2 separate regions of the Mus musculus genome follow, and region 1 is linked to region 2. The links are chromatin contacts, called in public promoter capture Hi-C maps. All regions are on one chromosome and are shown on one strand. The core of a region is the stretch at or near the end of the contact, and the rest is flanking DNA. Distances in the headings are between cores, read along the strand shown. Region 1 has its middle 19 kb from the start of Usp54. Region 2 holds the start of Ecd (ecdysoneless cell cycle regulator).

Region 1 (5,965 bases), core at 3,169-5,668, 290 kb before region 2:
AATAAAGCGTGGGGTGGGGGCAGGAGAGAGACATTCTTGAGGGGGAATCCCCTCCGCCCCCCCACAAACCATGAGGTGTGCTTCCTCTGGAGCGTTTGTGAGCCGAAAGAAGAGGGTGTGTGTTCACAGCACGTTTCTTCCCAGATTCATTCAAGTGTAGAATTCCTTTACGCTGTGCCCATGAAATTATATATGCAGTGTAAAATCAGAAGAGACGATATGACAAAAGAATGTACAGTAAGACACTCAAACCTTTCACAAATAGAGCTTAAAATAAGAAAGTGTTTATGTTGTAGCAGGAGGTTGAACACTCAATCTAGGGATAGTTTAGTACCTTGCATAGAAACCATACTGTTTCCACAGTATGCCCATTCAGATTATCTCTGAAGAAATAGATGAAGTTTTATTTTAAGAGACAGAATAAAATTTGAATATCTAGAAATAAAAGCAATCTATTTTTTTTCTTTTTTTTTCCCGAGACAGGGTTTCTCTGTAAAGCCCTGGCTGTCCTGAAACTCACTTTGTAGACCAGGCTGGCCTCAAACTCAGAAATCCGCCTGCCTCTGCCTCACAAGTGCTGGGATTAAAGGCGTGTGCCACTACGGCCCGGCAAATAAAAGCAATCTTAAGGAATTAAAATTACCGAAAGAAAAATGATTTATTCTCTGAATCTCAAGAGCTGTTTTCTGGAGTTGATTTTGGACTTTTTGTCTGGTTAATTCATTTCTAGTGGAAATCATGGCTTCATGTCAGGGGTAAAGATACAAGCTTTCCAAAAATGTTTCTATTTTATAGGTATAAATTTACAAAGGGTAACTTCTTTTGATTATATAACCGGATTTTGCCATATTGAGATTCATAGATTCATTAATTAGAATAATGGCTTTTAAATCCTTGAGCTAGCTTAAATATAGTCATGGGACCCACTTATTTGATGTGTATTAGAGGAAAACTTAGTTTGTGGTGTGTGTAACTGAACTTAGTGCCTTTCTGGGACAAGGAAAAGCTTTATGTGGAAGTTGAAGTTTTCTGTAAGAGTTCAACAGCAAGCTGTATGGAACCCCTGTTGTGTAGAACATTATGTAGGTTTTGAAGGGAAAGGGTTATGTCGTAGATCCACTCAACAAACATTTATTGAGACTATTTTGTATGGAAGACCTCAGAGTATAAACATAAAAGGTATAAGGTTCTGTGTCTTTAATTGCTTAGAACCCACGTGGGAGACAATAATGAGACATAAGCGTGACATAATAAATGTACCAGGCTGGCCTCGAACTCAGAAATCCACCTGCCTCTGCCTCCCAAGTGCTGGGATTAAAGGCGTGAGCCACCACACCCGGCAAGGAAGGGGTATCTCTTAATAGGGTTTCCTTCCTCATATATTTATACTACACATGAGAATCTAATTTGAATATTAGCATGATGTTAAATTTGAGGGTTTATATTGTTATACAGGGACTTGAATAAATTATAATATTCATGCTGTGTATAATTGTATAGGGAACTAGTCTTGGGAAAATAGTTGTAACAAGAAATAATTAACATTTGCAAGCTCTCAGAAAATGTTTTAGTAGTGGAAATGGTTATTTATTTTATTTATATTCATATATGAGGCAAATGATACTTTTTAAAAATTTAATTTTGTGTGTATGAATGTTTTGCCTGCTACTATGTGTTTCTATTACATGAGTGCCTGGTGCCTGTGGGAACTAGAAGAGAGTTATAGACACTTGTGAACAGATTTAGGTCCTGGGCACTAAACCTGGCCCCTCTGTAAGAGCAACAAGTACTTTTAACTGCTGAGTCATCTCTTTAGTCCCAAATGTTACTTTTCATTTGATACTCTTCAGTAATAGTTAGTGTTAAATGAGATAGACTCTTCTTTAGCCTAAGATGCCCTTTGTAGCTGAGGATGCCATGAACTCTTGATCTTCCTGTCTCCACGACCATGGCTCAAGTCCTTGAGATAACAAGTATGTTGCACAATGCTGGCAAAAATTAAATTTTGTTTTTATCTTTTAAAGTTTTTGTTTGTTTTTATTTTTTGAGACTGGGTTTCCCTATGTAACCTTGGCTGTCCTGGAACTTTCTCTGTAGACCAGGCTGACCTTGAACTCAAAGAGATCCACCTACCTTTGCCTTGAGTTCCAAAGGCATGTGCTACTACTGCTGGGCTTATTTTTTTTCAACTTTAAAAATTAAAAATGTGGGCTGGAGAGATGGCTCACAGGTTAAGAGCACTGACTGCTCTTCCAGAGGTCCTGAGTTCAATCCCAGCAACCACATCGTGGCTCACAGCCATCTGTAATGAGATCTGATGCCTTCCTCTGGTGTGTATGAAGACAGCACAGTGTACTCATGTTAAAAAACAAACAAACAAACAACCCAAAACTTTAAAAACATTAGAAATGTATCTATTAATTGTGTGAATTGCATGTCTGTGTGTGTGAGCATGTAGGTGTCATAGGACTATGGGAGTTGTAACCTTGTGGGATCTGGGATAAAAGCAAGTAATCTAGTCCTGCAGGAAAGGGCCTCTGCCCTCTGAGCTCTCACTGGGCCGATTTTGTTTTTTGTTTTATGGTTTTTTGTTTTTTTTGTTTTTTTTTTTTGAGGAAGGATCTCAGATAAACAGGCTTCCCTGAATTTAAAAAGGAGTTGAAGTTGGCTTTGAACCCGATCCTCCTGCTTCTGTCTCCCAATGCTGGGATTACAGGGAATCACTATCATCCCTGCCTCTGGGGAATGGTATTAGACTCTAAGGTAGTTAACTAAATATTTTTATATGGCAGTGTTTCCTTCTTGGTATACTGTCACAAATTTATTTTTTATTTTTTAATTTTTTTAAAAGATTTATTTATTATATGTAAGTACACTGTGGCTGTCTTCAGACACACCAGAAGAGGGCATCAGATCTTGTTACAGGTGGTTGTGAGCCACCATAAGGTTGGTGGGATTTGAACTCATGACCTTCGGAAGAGCAGTCGGTGCTTTTACCCGTTGAGCCATCTCACCAGCCCCTGACTGTCACAAATTTATGCATACATATATACAGAGAGATAGACACATACATATACACACAGATCTGCTTTCATGGTTTTTACATTATTTTTTGTTAATGTATATGGGTTTCATGTAGAGATCAGAGGACAACTTGTGGAATTGCTTCTTTTTCTTCTATCATGTGGCTTCTGGGGTTCACACTCAGGTGATAGCTTTAGTGGGAAGCGCCTTTACCTGCTGAGTAAAGTACATCTTACTTGAAATTTTTGGTTAAAATTAAACACGCACACACACTATTTTTAAAGATTTATGTGTATGGATGTTTATCTATAGATAAATATATATACCACATGTGTCCCTAGTGAGGTTAGAAGAGGGCATTGGATCTCCTGGAACTAGAGTTACTTATGGTTGTGAGGCACCAAGTGAAGCCTGGGAATAGAACTTGTCCTTTTGCAAGAGCAGCAAGTACTCTAACCTGCTAAGCCATCTCTCCAGCCCATACATATACATACATACATATATATGTACATATACATACACACACACACACACATATATATATGAGATTTATTTACTTATTTTATGTATGTGAGTACACTGTCACTTTCTTCAGACAAACCAGAAGAGGGCATTGGATCCCATCACAGTTGGTCATGAGCTGCTATGTGATTGTGGATGCTGGAAAATGAACTCAGGACCTCTGGAAGAGCAGTCAGTGCTCTTAATCCCTGAGGTGTCTCTCCAGCCCTAATTGGTTTGTTTGTTGTTTTGTTTTGTTTTTTCAAGACAGGGTTTCTCTGTGTAGCCCTGGCTGTTCTGGAACTCACTCTGTAGACCAGACTGGCCTCAAACTCAGAAATCCTCCTGCCTCTGCCTCCCAAGTGCTGGAATTAAAAGTGTGCGCCACCACTGCCCAGATAATTGTATTTTTAAAATACATTTATTAGTGAATGTTTGTGAGTGGGTATATGCATGCCATGGTGTGTTTGGAGAAAGTCAAAAGACAACTTGCAGGACTCAGTTCTTTCCACCGTGTAAGTTCGGGCATTGAACTCAGGTCCTTGGGTTTGGCAGTAAGTGTATTTGTACTCTGAGCTATCTGGTTGGCCAGAAATGAAAGTTTTATGTATCTGTAAATAGCTTTTTTGTTTTGTTTTTTGTTTTTTTGAAACAGAGTTTCTCTTTGTAACAACCCTGGTTGACAGAGAGCTTGCTTTGTAGCTCAGGCTGGCCTTGAACTCACAGAGACCCACCTACCTCTCCCTTTTGAGTGTTGGGATTAAAGATGTGTGCCATCATGCCTCCTACCCATTTTGTTTTTTAAATTATTTTAATACACTGAGTCTGACTGGGGCCTGGCCACATACTCACGGGTGTCGGCCTATCCAGTGGAGTGCAAGTTTACCTAGCAGGGCCACACCCTTAAAGGAAACTGACCTCCTTCCCACAGAAGCCATCAACAGTCAAGAGTTTCTGGTCAGTAGTGGGGCATGGTGAGTCCCTACCTCTTCCAAGCTGGAATGTCAGCTGACTTGGTCTTGTGCTACTCTTGTGTAGGCAACCACAGCTCCCTCAAGTTTGTGAATGCAGGGGTGCTGTCCTGTCCAGAAGACAGCTTTCTCTGTGATATTCCCCGTGTCTGTCTCTTAGAGTCTCAGTGGCCTGAGCCTTGTGGGGTGGGAGTGAGGCAGATGTCCGTTTGTGGCTGAGCCTTGTGGAGTGGGAGTAAGGTGGATGTCCATTTGTGGCTGACTTCTGGGCAGATACTTATTCTCTACCTTTTCCATAGTTTTTATGGAACACTGACTGCTCTTCCAGAGGTGCTGAGTTCAAATTCCAGCAACCACATGGTTGCTCACAGCCATCTGTAATGAGATCTCATACCCTCTTGTGGTGTGTCTGAAGACAGCTACAGTGTACTTAAATAAACTAAATAAATAAATCTTGAAAAAAATGTTTTAAAAAGACAAAGTACAAACTTACTACTGACTTCCCTTATATTGTATTTATACATCCTACATAGGATAAATGCATTCAGATAATGTATCTAAGTGCCTTTTATATCTGGTGTGTGTGTGTATACACTACTGGGTCATTTTTTCTTTTTTCTTTTTAAGTGGGGGTTACAGATTTAGCTGGGCAAGGTGGTACATACCTTTAATTCCAAGACTTAGAAGACAGGGTCAGGTAGATCTGAGTTCGTTCTACAAAGGGAGTTCCAGAACACCCAGGGTTACACAGAGAAACCCTGTCTTGGGAGGAGGGGGTGGGTGGAGAGGGTTCCCCTCCCCCAACACTTTTCTTTCTTTCTTTCTTTCTTTCTTTCTTTCTTTCTTTCTTTCTTTCTTTCTTTCTTTCTTTCTAGATTTATTTATTATTACACATAAGAATACTGTAGCTATCTTCCAACACACAAGAAGAGGGCACCAGATCTCATTACAGATGGTTGTGAGCCACCATGTGGTTTCTGGGATTTGAACTCAGGACCTTCAGAAGAGCAGTCAGTGCTCTTAACTGCTCAGCCATCTCACCAGCCCCCCTCCAACACTTCTTTATCTAAGTGGGTACCCATTACCCACTTAGTCAAGGCCAGCCTGGACTCTAAAGCAAGTCCCAGGACAGCCAGGGCTGTTACACAGAGAAACTCTGTCTGGAAAACACTCACATGTTTTTGTGAGTTATTTTTGAGACATTGAGACATATTTCCAAGAAAAGTTTTGAGCAAAAGAATAAGCAGATACACAAATCCTTGAGAACTGAAAGAGAAACTTGTCCAGAAGATGGAGAGATGCTTGGCAGGGTTCAGTGATACATGGAATGGTCTGGAAGTGGTCCTCCCCTCTCACCCTGCTCAGGACAGCCTAGATGTACTTCTTTTCATTGAAACAGTCTTCTTTTGTTGTTTTGGAAGTCTGAATTTGCTTCTGCTCCTCCAGGGACTATAAAAGTACTAATTTTA
Region 2 (5,469 bases), core at 2,368-4,867:
ACATGCACACACACAGAGAACTCTAGCCTCTCTGTGCACCTACAGGTGTCTGTACAAGCGTGTTCTCTCTCTCTCTCTCTCTCTCTCTCTCTCTCTCTCTCTCTCTCTCTCACACACACACACACACACACACACACACACACACACACCACAAAGGGGGGGAGCGCTTTACAAGTCCAAGCTTCAGCAAGCCTCCAGCCTTAGGCTCTCACAGAGATAACATTTCTTGTTTGGTCTCACGAGCACAGGTGTGGTCCGAATGAACAAACCCTTTGCCATTAGCAAGTGCAACAAGCAAGCACGCATGCTGTGTGGCAGTACCTGTGAGAACTTGTATCTTTTCCATGGCTGTTGTTGGTAGAGGAAATGTCATCCAGTCGCTCTGGAAGGGGGTGGTGGTTAAGAGCGTGCTTTGTTAGTCCTTTCCTGGGAAGGATAATAAAGCTGTCTTTATATTTTACATTTCCTGTAAAGAAGTCACACTTACAGTATTGTACATGTACACGCATGCCATGGTGTGTATGTGAAGACTGCGACCAACCTGTGAGAGTTGGTTCTCTCCTTCCACTTTGTGAGTCCTGAAACTGAACTTGGTTGTCAGCCTTGGTGGCAAGTACTTTTACATGCTAACCATCTTGTTAGCCCCTAGTGAACATACTTTAACATTTTTTAAAAAAATCATGTGTAGGTGTCTATGCTTCATATGTACCACATGCACAAAGGATGTCAGATCTGGACTTTGAGTTACAGGCAACTGTGAGCCCCTGTTTGGAACTAAACTCAGATCCTCGACAAGAACAATAAGTATTCTTAACTTTTGAGCCACCTTTTCAGCCCTACCATATACTTTTAAATCATGTCTACCACTAGAGAAAAAAATTCAAGCGTACATTCTTAACTTTACAAATAAATACAATACAATTCAGTAAAATCTCGGAATGCTCACCTCCACTGAGAATGTTTGGAGCCAGACCACTTAGATTTAACACTGACTCTCACTTAGCTAATCATACATCATAAGCAGTTATTTAATTCTGTTTTAAGTGAAACGCATGCACTAGGGATTCATGATGTGTGGGCAGAGAAACTTGTAAGCCTCTGTTTAACCTACCTTGTCTCCTGGGTATGTCTGACTAGACAATTTTGTGGGGAAACAATGCCTGCTCTAGATAACTATGTCTGGAAGATAGAATAACTAATGTATTGTTTATTCCAGCAGACAAGCCCCAGCAGAAAATAGACTCCAGAGGAGTAGTGCCCAGCAGGTAGATGATTAAAAAATTATGAATGTTTTACATTTTGAGGTGGTCACACACACACACAAACCTCACACCTTGCTTATATGTGTAAATACAAATTTTAAATGAAAGTCAAGGCTGGAAATATAGCTTAGCAGTGGTACTTCCTAGCATATCTGAGGTACTAAGTTCATTTCTCAGAACCAAAAAAGGGTGTGGGAGACTACACTGAGACAATCAACCTTGCTAACCCCTTTTTAACATCTATAACTAGTAACTGCTAAAGAATGCTACTACTTCAAAATGGATGGGCTCTGTAACAGCTAACATTAAACATTCATTTAAATACACTATCATTTCTATGCATTTAATCCTCATTGCTCACTCTATTATGATTCCCTTTGGGAAAGGCTATTTTTAGGAACTATAAAAAACAGCATCAAGAACAAGTAGTACAATACACAGGGTCAGAAATTTCAGCTCAGGAGATGCCTATCCAGAGTGTCTTCATACAACATGTATTTTTAACATCTCTGGTTAGAAATAATTATAAAAGCAAATCTGGGGCTGATAAGATGGCCCAGTAAATAAAGGTACTTGCCACCAAGCCTCATGACCTGAGTTCAATCAACAAGACTCACATAATGGAATGAGTGACTCTTGGAAGCTGTCTACTAACCTCCAAATGTGTGCTATGGGCCGGGCAGTGGTGGCGCACACCTGTAATCCCAGCACTTGGGAGGCAGAGGCAGGTGGATTTCTGAGTTCAAGACCAGCATGGTCTAAAGAGTGAGTTCCAGGACAGCCAGGACTGCGCAGAGAAACCCTGTCTCAAAAAACCAAAAAAAAAAAAAAAAAAAAAAAAATCAAAAAAACAAATGTGTGCTATGGTGCACGCGCATGTGCATGATACACTAAATGGAATTTTAAAAATTAAAAGCAGATTTTAAGTTAAATCCTTCTCACTTTGGGGAAATGATTATTTCTTAGTTTTATTCCCTAAGGAGCTTATTATCTGATTTGCTGTTGTGCAAATAACATATTCCTTAATAGATAACATGCTTCTGAAAAGCAAGGAGAGGTTCTCTTCTTTGTATGGCTCTTTTACCAAGTAAAGGCGGGAAGAAGAAAGTAGTGCTATCACTTATTGAGGATCTATTATGTACCAGCCCTACGTCATCATTTTAGGTATACTTGTACATCTTAGTTGTATACATAGACAGGAAGGCCCAGATCTAGTTAAATTTCCTAAAAGCTAAGTGGCAAGAAAAGTATCCATCTAAAAATCTCAGGTGTGACTTTAAATGAATGTTATTGGAATGCATAATAAGTGTATGGCTGTTGAAATTGCTTACTTCAATGAGGAGGACCAATGGGACTTGGTTTAAACGTTCAGGCCCTATTGGGTTCAGATGTGGAAGCTTTCTAATTTTATCTGAGCAACAGAAGCTAGTTACAGCAATCTTTCAGAACTGCTGAAAGGACCAAGAAACTGCAGGTTCTTTTGAAATTGCAAAGTACCAGTCAGTAGATATAAGGCTCTATGTTACACTTTACTAAGGGTACAAAGCAGGTTTTTAAACTACCAAAGTGCTTGCTTTTTAGCATTATTTGCAGGGGGTGTGACGGCAATGTGTGAATTGCTTGACAACAGGCTTTACAATCGGATTGACCCTTGGTTTGTACGTCTGAGCTGCACCACCTTCTAGATACAACCTTTAGACCTGTGATCTTTATTTGTAGGATGTGCAAAGTTGGTCTCAACCTGATTTCGCTATTGCATTCAAGCAAACAGCTTTGCATGGTGTTCTGAACTAGACACGTTCAACGTTATTGTAGCATTTAAGCTATTATCTTCAGTGGGGTCAAAAGCACTGTGGGAACAACGGATGCAGCACTCCCTCAATTCAGGACCTAACAGTCCCAAAGGCACACCCTAAGCTGGTGACCCAAAGACAAAAGGCAGCTTCCACCAGGGCTGGGAGGTGAGAATCCGGGATAGTATTTTCCCTCCCTATGTCTGGGACGGGAAAGGAGAGGACGGGCCTTATAAGGTCCCTTGAGCTCCGGCGGCCCAAGCTGGGCGAGCAGAGCAATCCACTCACAGCTCCACGCTCTGCGGCACGGCCTTCCGAGTGTATCTGGAGATCATCCTCCTTTTTCTCCTCTGCGGCCAGGGCGGGCAAGCCAGGGCGGGGGCCTCGGGGCCTGGCCCTCCCGCCGGCTCCGGCCCGGCCCCCTCCTGCCACCTACCGGCCCCGTCTCGCCCCGTCTCGCCCCGTCGCTTAGATTCCGGACCGCCACCTCCCAGAGTTCCCACTCTATAGTCTTCCGACCTGCCTCCTTCCTCTCATGAGCGGAAGTGACGAAGGTACAGCGTCTTTCGGAAATTGGCTCCGATGCGCACTAGAGACTATACTCAGGGTTCCGAGCCTCACGACTTGCAGGCGTTCAGGCGTGGATCAGGGCCCAAGCGAACGCGAGGACCCAGCATGGGCCGGGATTGGGCGGTTGGTGGTCGCCTCTGACCAAGTGTCCTGCTGGAAGAGGCAGCCAAGGAAAGGTGCCAGAGCAGAGGCGCACGAGAGAGCTATTGAAAGGGATCGCTTTACTTTTGTCAGGTGGAAGAAGAGCGTCTAGTTTGGTGAAGGAGCACTATACCGCGCCAGGACAGTGCTCCTGGTGGCTCCTCTTCTGTACTCTCGGGTATGTCATTTTTCATTAATTCCCATGATCTCAAGTCCAATTCTGACTCTGTAAATTCTACATAAAGAGCCCTGCTTGGATTTAGGGTGAGGGTGGGTAGAGTTTTTCCTTGATCCGCCAGGGTGAGAGGCAGCACGATTCTAATTTACAGTGGTGAGTGGGTAGTTGCATAGAAGGTGCAGGTTCCTTATTGGTTCATTGCAAAGCCAAGTAAGCTTAGGAATTAAATTGCTGCGTTAGGTGGGCATCCGGAACCATGACCAATTATTTTGGGACGAAACTCCGACACGCAAGTGTTGGCACTTTTAAATCTTCTATAGAAGCCCTGTAGAGCAAGGGGCATTGCTTTTTAACGCACCTAGTAACACAATTTTAAAGGAAGGTGTTTTAGAGACGGCAGACTAACACTTTCATTTCACGACTAAGTAGAAAGCTCAAGAAAGTAAAGTGCCCAAAGTATGCCACCGACTGAAGCACGGTTGGAAGGTGTGAGAGAATAATGGATAGTAATGGAATGTTTTCAAACTGTGTTACACACACTGCTGCCGACTGAAGGGCAAACATTTATTTATTTGTGAGAAAGGATCGTCTTATGTTACCTAGCCTAGCCTCAAAATCCTGGACCCAGGTGATCCTTTTGCCTTGATCTCTCAGCTGAGACCATAGGCACACCTAGCTATTTTTAACTTTTATCCTCACATACTTCTTTGGTTTGGGAAGTGAGTTGTTGGACTTTCATTTACTCCATAATATCAAGGTTTCCAGTTCACATAATTTAATTTTAAGGAAGATAGTTTTAAGTCTGTTATTCAGAGGATAAATCAAGTGGTGTCTGGTAAAGGCCGGAACCATGATGGTAGGTGTGTATCAAATTTGGGGGAAATAATGTAGTCACCTAGAAGAATTCTGAGAATGCTGTTATTTCTCCTTTTGTGTGGCTTATGTCCCTTGAACTTTGATGGCCATTTTTAGAGAAGAATGGAGGGCAGTGGAAAGCTCGCAATGGTAGAGGATGCTGTGGAGTACCATCTCTTCCTGATACCAGATAAAGCCAGAGGCACAGAAGAGCACAGAGAGATTCTTCAGAAGTACATTGAACGGATAATGACCCAGTTCGCACCCATACTGGTCCCTTATATCTGGCAGAATCAGCCTTTCAATCTCAAATACAAGCCTGCAAAAGGTAAAGTAAGCCTTCCTTCTGAGAGACTTGTTCCATAACCTTAAAAGCCACTGACGTCTGCCCACATATAGCCAAGCCCCTAACTTTAACTCTATAGAATATCTTTATGGCTAGGGATGCGGGGACTGTGGCTGTGGTATGGACTCTCTCACTGTGCCTAAGTGTGAGTGCTGGTGCTGCGAAGGCCCAGGCTTGGGACTTAGTCACAGTTCTTTTTCTCTGCGCAGGACTTATCTCCATGATGCCTGTGGGAGGTTGCTTTGTTTCATGTAGCTGTTTTCCTGAGAATCCAAGAGTGACTTTGTCTGGCCAATAAAAACAACTAAATGGGTTTTGTTACTG

Evidence for each region. Promoter capture Hi-C pulls out the DNA fragments that hold promoters and counts their contacts.
Region 1: a contact with region 2 is called in a promoter capture Hi-C map of fetal liver, with 5 times the contacts expected there. The contact joins the enhancer-like site here to the promoter of Ecd in region 2. A contact is called at or near these places in 12 of 39 promoter capture datasets (3T3-L1-derived adipocytes, the C10 cell line, the HPC-7 cell line and 7 more), 2 of 484 Hi-C or Micro-C datasets (CD4 T cells and natural killer cells), 12 of 115 datasets of contacts at active chromatin or transcription factors (the 230-238 cell line, the SCID.adh cell line, acute myeloid leukemia and 6 more) and 4 of 9 other capture datasets (adipose tissue, embryonic stem cells, liver and 1 more).

The regions. Positions count from the first base shown.
Region 1 is chr14:20,634,219-20,640,183 of GRCm38.p6, reverse strand. It overlaps a transcript of Usp54 not described here. Among named protein-coding and RNA genes, the nearest start is that of Usp54, 19 kb to the right of the region's middle. Within about 2 kb of position 4,418, at least 8 of the 459 cell types and tissues checked have an H3K27ac peak or open chromatin away from gene starts, as enhancers often do.
Region 2 is chr14:20,346,269-20,351,737 of GRCm38.p6, reverse strand. It overlaps Ecd (ecdysoneless cell cycle regulator), which reads left to right and starts at 3,617. Exons shown (of 14, transcript NM_027475.3): 1 at 3,617-3,944; 2 at 4,917-5,127. The coding sequence starts at 4,923. Fam149b (family with sequence similarity 149, member B) reads right to left here and starts at 3,576. Exons shown (of 14, transcript NM_001024512.2): 1 at 3,344-3,576; 2 at 322-426. The coding sequence starts at 3,390.